Regions from separate parts of the Ovis aries genome. Here region 2 is linked to region 1. A link is a contact called in public Hi-C data. All regions are on one chromosome and are shown on one strand. The core of a region is the stretch at or near the end of the contact, and the rest is flanking DNA. Distances in the headings are between cores, read along the strand shown. Region 1 overlaps ACKR2 (atypical chemokine receptor 2). Region 2 overlaps GASK1A (golgi associated kinase 1A).

Region 1 (4,295 bases), core at 854-3,353:
TAGGAATTTACAGCTATACATTTCCTTCTAAGCACTGCTTTCGCTATATCCTGTAAATTTTGTGTGTTTTGTTTTAGCTGTCTTTCATCTCAAAGTATTTTATAGTTTCCTTTGTTACTTCTTCTTTGACTCTTTGGTTACTTAGGAGTGTGTTGTTTAATTTCTGCATAATTGTGAATTCCCTAAATTCCCTTATGTTGTTGATTTAACTTAATTCCACTGTGGCTAAAGAGCATACTTTGTATGATTTGAGTTCTTTAAAATTTATTGAGATGTGTTTTATGGACTAACATGTGGTCTACCCTGGAGAATGTTCCACGTGCACTTGAGAAGAAAGTGTATACTGCTATCACTGACTGGGGTGTTGCATCCAAGTTTTTAGGTTTTCACTTTTTACCTGGTAAAACACTGTTCATCCTTTGAGTCCCAGTTCATCCCCAGGTCCAGAGGATTTCATCTGTCAAATATTTCTTCATCCATCTCACAAGCAAGAATGTTCAATTTCCTCATTTGAACTTCTGTCTCCCATAACTGTGATTTCTGGATATGCCAATACCCATAACTATGAGATAGCCTTCATTACAAGTCAGTCTTTCTACACACTGATGTTATGGGGTTTCTTTTGTGCAGGGACCAAGTCTTTACCGTATCTCCATATCCCTGAATATGGAGTATTCTGGAGTAACTTTAAAGTGTGCCATTAAAAGGATGATGAGAATTTGGGGGTCATTGAATACCTTTTAAACAGTGAACCCTAGGCTGTGTACTGTCAAGAGTGGAATGGGAAAAGAAAGCAGTGCACTCTGCCTCTGGGGACCTATAACTTAGTTGAAAAGACAGTATATCTGCTTTAATACACTTTAATACATGAAACCTTTAATACACGATCTGATGAAGTGCCAAGACAAGGGCTGTAGGAGTCGGACTTCTCCACTTTTTCTTTCTCTCTCTATGCATAGGAAAGAGACTCATTGAGTTGTGAGGTTGAAATAATAGGACTCCTGATTTCCAGCTGTGAATCAATGTGGAATTCCTCTGGCCACCGATCACCCAGCCTCCACTTGGATACTTTCACCCACAGGGAGAAAGCCCAACATTCCCCAGTCAGGACTTATGATGGTTGTTTGCTAATTTGGAGTGGTAAGGGGAAGCTGAATTGCTTTTTCGCTACCATTCACCGTTTATAATCTTTCTCATAAAATAATCTATACACCTGAAAGAATATGTGTAAAGTCAACAAGGAAGGAAAAGAGTTCTAGTCATAAGCTTTAATCTCAGTAGGCTAGGTCACAATATGTTAGGTAAGGAGAGTCAGATCAGATTGACTGGACGAGGGTCACTTCTGGGGGAAACAAAATGAATTAGTTTCTGAGGCCTATTATTCTCCCAGAGCCCACCTATATGTGAATGTTCCGGGAAGATCTGAGAGTATGAGATTTGGGAGAGGTAAATTCATCCCACACGCCAGGTAGATATTTTATTCCATCTAATTTAGGATTAAAGACCAATGATTTCGGGGGCTCATTAGGGTATTTCTGGAGGTTTCTTGTCAGGAATACAGTGTAGTAAGGAAGGTTTTCAAGTCAGAACGTAAACTTTTTTCTCTAGAAACCTCTGAAAACAGAATCGTATTAGAAAATAAAATTATGTTATGAAGTACTTACTGTTTTGGTGGTGCGCACTAAATAAAACAGGAGGATAATGTAAGGGCTGGCCCATCACTGTATATAATAGCTGACTAAATGAGTAATATCTTTGTTACAGTCTCCGCAGACACATTTATTGACAGGCAGTCAGAACACTATGGGGTAGAACAGTCTTGAGGGCAGGGACATCAAGCCATCTGATAGTGTGGAATTAGCAACAGAGCAGGTCTGGAATAACACTTGAGCAGGGTGGAAGAATGGGCAAGCTTTGGATGGAGAGAACTAGAGATGAGGGTTGGTTGGTGACAGGGCTACAGAGGTTGAATGTATAAGACATGCTATTTGATCAATGCAAAGTACCTAGAAGGCTATAAACCTGGGCTTTGGTGGAGGCAAGGCACAGGAAAATTACCTTCTGTGTGTCCACATAGGTGTGGCAGAATTCATGCAGCTTTGGAACAAGATTAGCTCACAAAGTGCAAATAAGCCATCCATGTGACTCTTAGTAGCTTTTACTGAGTTGATGACTAAGGCTATGTCTTATGTCCATGACTTGACAGAATTTGTCTTCCCAAGAGGTCAGAGGAGAAAATGGGAGTGGTGGGCCAGGAATAATGGGCAGTTCTGGGTGGGCCAGAGTGAGTCACCTTCCTCAGTGCTAATACCAGGAGATCAGACCAAGGGCTTTTGTGTCTGCTGTTTATTCTCGTCACCTTTTCCCCAAATCCTGGCTCTGTCACCTCTTTCATCCTTTGACTTTTCTGATAGGGCCCTGGAGTTGGAACAGGTCTAACTTTACAGATAGAGACCCTGCGGCCCAGAGGGGCCTTATTCCTACAACATGTCAGTTTCAGAGTTGGGGCTAGAAAGGCCTCATGACTACCAAGCCCTTGCACTCTGTCCTCCCCCAGTGTGGCTTTCCTCTTTAAGTCACCTCCCTGTGTGCCAACCAAGGGGCAAAAGGGACACAGGACAAGACATGGCAGAAACTTGAAGTGGTGGTCTCTCGAATATAAGGTGCCCCAGGGAACATGAGGAGAGGCAGGAGGAGTCGGGCCACAGGCCCATCTTCCATGACCCCATTCTCTCCCATATTTTCTTCTGCAATGTAGTCCCTACAAGTGAAAACATCTTACCTTGAAATTTTGTCTGCGACTCTGCCACCCCTGATAGTCTGGCCTCGTCAAGAGGATAAGGAGCAACATGGAAGAAGAACAGAAGGTGTAATGTAGGATGAAGCAGCAAAGCTCATGAGATCCCTTCATGCCTTACTTTTATCTTCTCCTCCCTTGCCTTCTGCTCCTGGCAGTGCTGTACCTAAGTTCTGTCCTTGGCTGGCTTGCATTTCAGAAAGGCTTTGTTGCTTCTGGCAAGCATCGTTAAGTTAAACCTGCTGGTCTATCTGTTTGACCACCGCTGTAACCCTCTCCTCTCAGACCCCTCAAAATCAGATGTACACTCTTTTTCCATAGGTTAGGTAAATGTTCTATTGATGCTTCTGTTTAGATCAGGAAGGGAACTCCCAACATCCTTTCAGTAAATTATTGTAAAACATTTTGGTCCCTGTTTTGTATAATTTGGGGTTGGTGATACCAGAGATGGCCCAGAAGTTCCAAGCCTGATCCTGGGACCATAATTTCGCAAAATGTTTAAGGCAAACAAACTCTCATTATCGCCAGTCTGAATCAGAGATCTGTGAGAAAACAAGGAAATGGCCACCAGCAGAGGTTGCAAAATCTCACTAAGGCTGTTGGTGAAACTCTTTGTCTTTTATGTACCTATGAAAAGCCCATGAAAGCAAAAGAGCAAGCCCTCCTTAGAGAAGGTGTGCCAGTTGTTACTTAACATCTCCTTATTCCAATCCACCCTTCACTGCTTTGCTTGTGATATCACGTTTCCTCCTTGTCAGCAGGCTCACTGTTGAGCTTTGTCAGTAGGGGGTGCTGGAGGACAAATTTCATCTGCATGAGTGAGTGGTTTCTTCATCTTCTGCCTACTAGAGTCCCAGTCATGGGGAGTCCTGCTTGCCAGGACCCAAATAATGAAAATATTGTCAGGATATTATCAGTATTAAATTATTGATTTAAGAATTATTTAAGATTTAAGACTCAGATATTTACATTCGTTTATTGTCTTTGAAATCTGGTGTGTGATTTGGACATTCAAGTGCTCAGTAGCCACATATGACCGGTGGCTTCTGTATTGGACAGTGCAGCTCTGGAACATGGTTCGCCTACACATACTTAATGGGAATGACACTTTGGGAGACAGTTTAAAAAAAGGAAACTGCATAAAAAATATTAGACTTAATCCTGTAGCTTTATTGATCATATTAATGGTGTGTTTTTAAATAATTTTCTTCTTCTGCTGCTGCTGCTGCTAAGTCGCTTCAGTCTTGTCTGACTCCATGCGACCCCATAGATGGCAGCCCACCAGGCTCCGCTGTCCCTGGGATTCTCCAGGCAAGAACACTGGAGTGGGTTGCCATTTCCTTCTCCAGTGCATGAAAGTGAACAGTGAAAGTGAAGTCACTGAGTCGTGTCCAACTCTCAGCGACTCCATGGACTGCAGTCTACCAGGCTCCTCCGTCCATGGGATTTTCCAGGCAAGAGTACTGGAGTGGGGTGCCATTGTATAAGTAAACATAGT
Region 2 (4,295 bases), core at 450-2,949, 86 kb after region 1:
TTTTACTGGCATCTAGGTGACTTAATCATTCCTTTGGTTTGAGGGGAATAGCAGCTCCATTTTCTTTTTCCCAGTGGAAATGTGGATTTTTATTTTCAAGTTCTTTTTCCATTAGAAGTATTCCAGAGCGCCCAGCTGAGCTTCCTGTGGGCATATGAGTTTGCATATGTGAGTCCAAAGCTACTCTCTGATCCCCTCCTCTTGCCTTTCGTCTTGTTTTATTCTGGGACCCTCTGCTTGGTGTGTAAGGAGTTGATGTGTGCTGGTTTTCATATTCTGTCCGTAAGTGATGTTCTATCCTGTCTTTCTCTCTCTCCGCTGCAGTAGTTCAGCTAGTGTCGTCATGCCTCGCTCCATCATGTCCATGCAAATAATCATGATTTCATTCTTTGTCACGTTTCTTTCTTGAAGCTGAGTGAGAGTCCAGGCCTCAGTAGAGCCAACTTCCTGTATCGTTCCAGTCCGAGGACATCTTGGAGCCTTCCGCGTTCTCTCCTGTGTCCATAGAGCTGTGCCGAACTTGGGGGTTCAGGTGTGTGGGAATTACTGCTTTCTCCGGAGACATTAGCAAAAGTCAGATTCCCGGATCTGCTTGGTCTGGTTTTCTTCGTTTACTAGTTTTATTTATTTATCATGTTTTTGGCTGCGCTGGGTCTGCATTGCTGCTGCCCCTTGGCTTCTAACGTTTGGTGCATGGGCTTCTCGTTGCGGTGGCTTCTCCTGTCCTGGGGCACCGGATCGAGAGCACAGACAGGGTAGTTGTGGCTCACGGGCTTAGTTGCCCTGGAGCGTGGGGAATCTTCCTGGCCCAGGGATCAAACCCATGTCCTCTGCATTGGCAGACGGATTCTTAACCGCTGGACCACCGGGAATGTACTAGCTCTGGCTTTAGACTTTAAAGGAAATTCCATCCTCTTCTTTCTAGTGGTTGTGACCAGTTTGCATCTCTGGAAAAGCTGAGGAGGCACGGTTTTCTCCCAGGCCCTCTGCAGCATTTATTGCTTGTAGACAATCTGAGGATGACCATTCTGACTGGTGAGATATTACATGTCTTTCCCTCTCTGTCTCTCTCTCTCTTTTTTGTTTTTTTTTTTTTTCTCTCAAAATAATACCTTTCTTTCATTCAATTGAATTTTTCTGTGTGTATTTATGTAGTCCGTTGACACCTTTCGGCAGTGCTGGGTGTTTTTTGCTGCCCAGGTTCTCTCTAGCGGCAGCAGGCGGGGGCTCTTTAGTTGGGGTGGGCAGACTCTTTGTGGTGGCCTCTGTTGTTGGGGAGCACTATCTCTTAGGCGGGGGGTTGGAGTAGTTGTGGGTCTTGGGCTCTGTTGATCCTCGGCATATGGGATCTGCCTGGATGAGGAATCAATACGGTGTCCCCTGCGTGGCAGGTGGATTTTTTTCCAGTGAACCACCCAGGAAATCCTCGGTGGTCTTTTGATTGGCATTTTCCTGTGTTTGAGCCTGTTTTCCCATGTTTTTATATTTCACTAAACTCTGCGAGTCAGTTTATCTGTTGCAGCAGGCTTCTGGCAAGTCTGCGGTTTACGAATCCCGTTTTGATTACCCGCCTCCGGTGGTGTCTTGAGGGCAGGTGACATTGACAGCCCCTAAAATCGCTTTGAGAATGTGCAGTGCCCATCAGCCCTGGTTGCAGTCCCCACAAATGTCCACAAGGTGGCAGCACGTTGCCAGCCCACCTCGGCCTGCTCAGGCAACCAGAGCCTTAGTGAAAGGCCTGTTTGTGGGCTGTAAATTAGAGTGCAGTGTGCCCACGGGCTTGTATCTCCTGGCCTCTCAGCCTGTCTCCTTCAGCCCGGAAGACATATCCCAACTGTTGCAAAACCGCTGTGCTGAGGATGCTGCCGCGTGTAGGTGGGGCAACTCTAAGGATGGCTGCGGGAGGTGGAAGCCCCACTCCCAGGACACGTGGAGCTGGGACTTTTAAGAGCTTTTGCAGCCCAGGAGGGCTCCCAGGTATTGGGTGTGCCTGGCATGGGTTTGCTGCAGGTTGGCCCGCCTGGATTTGCAGGTTGGGGTCCCAGTTGGAGGGCAAGAGGCACTGCTTGTCCTGGGTTCTCACTTACCTGCCCATCATTTTCAGCTCCTTCAGCCTCCGCGGGGTCCAGCCTCAGGATCCAAGAGGGCTCAGACTCCAGAAATGTGATGCCAGCCAGGTACCTGGCGACCTTGGGAGTATATTAGATCTTTCTTTCTTTCTTTCCTTTGCTCATTTAACGTTTATTTTTCACTGGCACCTTGGTGAATTAATCATTGCTTTGGTTTGAGGGGAATTGCAGCTGCACTTTCTTTTTCCAGTGGCATTGTCAATTTTTATCGTTCTTTTTCCATCAGGACTGTTCCAGAGCAGCCAGCTGAACTCCCTGTGAATACATGAGTTTGCATATGTCACCAAAGCAACTCTTTGACCCTTCATTTTACCTCTCCCCTTTTGCAACCAAAGGTTTTTTGTTTTATTCTGGGACCCTCTGACTTCGTCGCATATTTGTCTCTCTCTCTCTGCAGTAATTCAGTTAGTGTGGCCATGTCTAGCTCCATCATGTCCACGCAAATGTCATTATGTCATTCTTTGTCCCATTTCTTTCTTGGGGCTGAGTGAGGGTCCAGGGCCTCTATAGACAGAAATTCCTGTATTGTTCCAGGGTCAAAGGACATCTGCGTGGCTTCCGTGATCTCACGTAAGCCCAGGGCTACACCAGACTTCGGGGTTCAGGTGTGTTGGAATTAAGATTTTCTCCAGAGATGCAGGCAAAAGTCAGATTACCAGATCTGCTGGCTCTCGCTTTAGACTTTAAAGGAAATTCCATCCTCTTCTTTCTAATGGTTGTGACCAGTTTGCATCTCTGGAAAAGCTGAAGAGGCACGGTTTTCTCCAGGTCCTTGGCAGCATTTGTTGCTTGTAGACAATCTGAAGATGGCCAGTCTGACTGATAAGAGATGACATTTCTCCCTTTCTTTTTCTGTTTTTAAAAAAAATTTTTTTGTTTTATTCAATTGAATTCTTCTGTATTTATTTATTTAGTCAGTTGATTCCATCGCCGTGCTGGGTCTTCCCTGCTGCCCGGGTTTTTCCCTGGGCACGGCAGGCGGGGGCTCTTCTGTAGTTGCAGTGGGCAGGCTTTCATTGTGGTGGCCTCTCATTTGTGGGAGCTCTGGCTTTAGGGCATGGAGTTGGAGTAGTTGTGAGTCTTGAGCTTCACTGACCCCTGACATATGGGTCTCCCCAGATGAGGAATCAATACCGTGTCCCTTGCCTTGCAGGGGGATTGTTGTGCAGTGAACCACCCCGGAAGCCCTTGGTGGTGGTTTGATTGGCATTTTCCTGATGATAAGCATGTTTGAATCTGTTTTCCTGTGTCTGTATGTTTCAATAAACCCTGAGTCAGTTTACCTGTTGCAGTGGGCTTCTGGCTGCTGCTGCTGCTGCTAAGTCACTTCAGTCGTGTCCGACTCTGTGCGACCCCATAGACGGCAGCCCACCAGGCTCGCAGTTTCTGAATCCTGTTTTGGTTACCCCCCTCTGGTGATGTCTTGAGGGCAGGTGACATTGACAGCCCCTAAAAACACCTTGCTAGTACAGTAATGCTCAAAATTCTCCAAGCCAGGCTTCAGCAACACATGAACTGTGAACTTCCTGATGTTCAAGCTGGTTTTAGAAAAGGCACAGGAACCAGAGATCAAATTGCCAACATCCACTGGATCATGGAAAAGCAAGAGAGTTCCAGAAAAACATCAATTTCTGCTTTATTGACTATGCCAAAGCCTTTGATTGTGTGGATCACAAGTGTGGAAAATTCTGAAAGAGATGGGAATACCAGACCACCTGACCTGCCTCTTGAGAAATCTGTATGCAGGTCAGGAAGCAACAGTTAGAACTGGACATGGAACAACAGACTGGTTCCAAATAGGAAAAGGAGTACATCAAAGCTGTATATTGTCACCCTGCTTATTTAACTTATATACAGAGTACATCATGAGAAACGCTGGACTGGAAGAAACACAAGCTGGAATCAAGATTGCCGGGAAAAATATCAGTAACCTCAGATATACAGATGACACCACCCTTATGGCAGAAAGTGAAGAGGAACTAAAAGCCTCTTGATGAAAGTGAAAGAGGAGAGTGAAAAAGTTGGCTTAAAGCTCAACATTCAGAAAACGAAGATCATGGCATCCGGTCCCATCACTTCATGGGAAATAGATGGGGAAACAGTGGAAACAGTGTCAGACTTTATTTTTTGGGGCTCCAAAATCACTTCAGATGGTGACTGCAGCCA

What was found. A called contact is a pair of places that touch in the nucleus more often than the background predicts.
Region 2: a contact with region 1 is called in a Hi-C map of mixed tissues, with 6 times the contacts expected there. The contact joins two enhancer-like sites. A contact is called at or near these places in 6 of 16 Hi-C or Micro-C datasets (hypothalamus, liver, mixed tissues and 3 more).

Annotation. Positions count from the first base shown.
Region 1 is chr19:14,880,523-14,884,817 of ARS-UI_Ramb_v3.0, forward strand. The region is part of intron 8 of ACKR2 (atypical chemokine receptor 2); the gene reads left to right. Among named protein-coding and RNA genes, the nearest start is that of CCDC13, 27 kb to the left of the region's middle. Within about 2 kb of position 2,104, at least 8 of the 54 cell types and tissues checked have an H3K27ac peak or open chromatin away from gene starts, as enhancers often do.
Region 2 is chr19:14,967,067-14,971,361 of ARS-UI_Ramb_v3.0, forward strand. All of the region lies in intron 3 of GASK1A (golgi associated kinase 1A), which reads left to right. Among named protein-coding and RNA genes, the nearest start is that of TRNAG-ACC, 21 kb to the left of the region's middle. Within about 2 kb of position 1,700, at least 5 of the 54 cell types and tissues checked have an H3K27ac peak or open chromatin away from gene starts, as enhancers often do.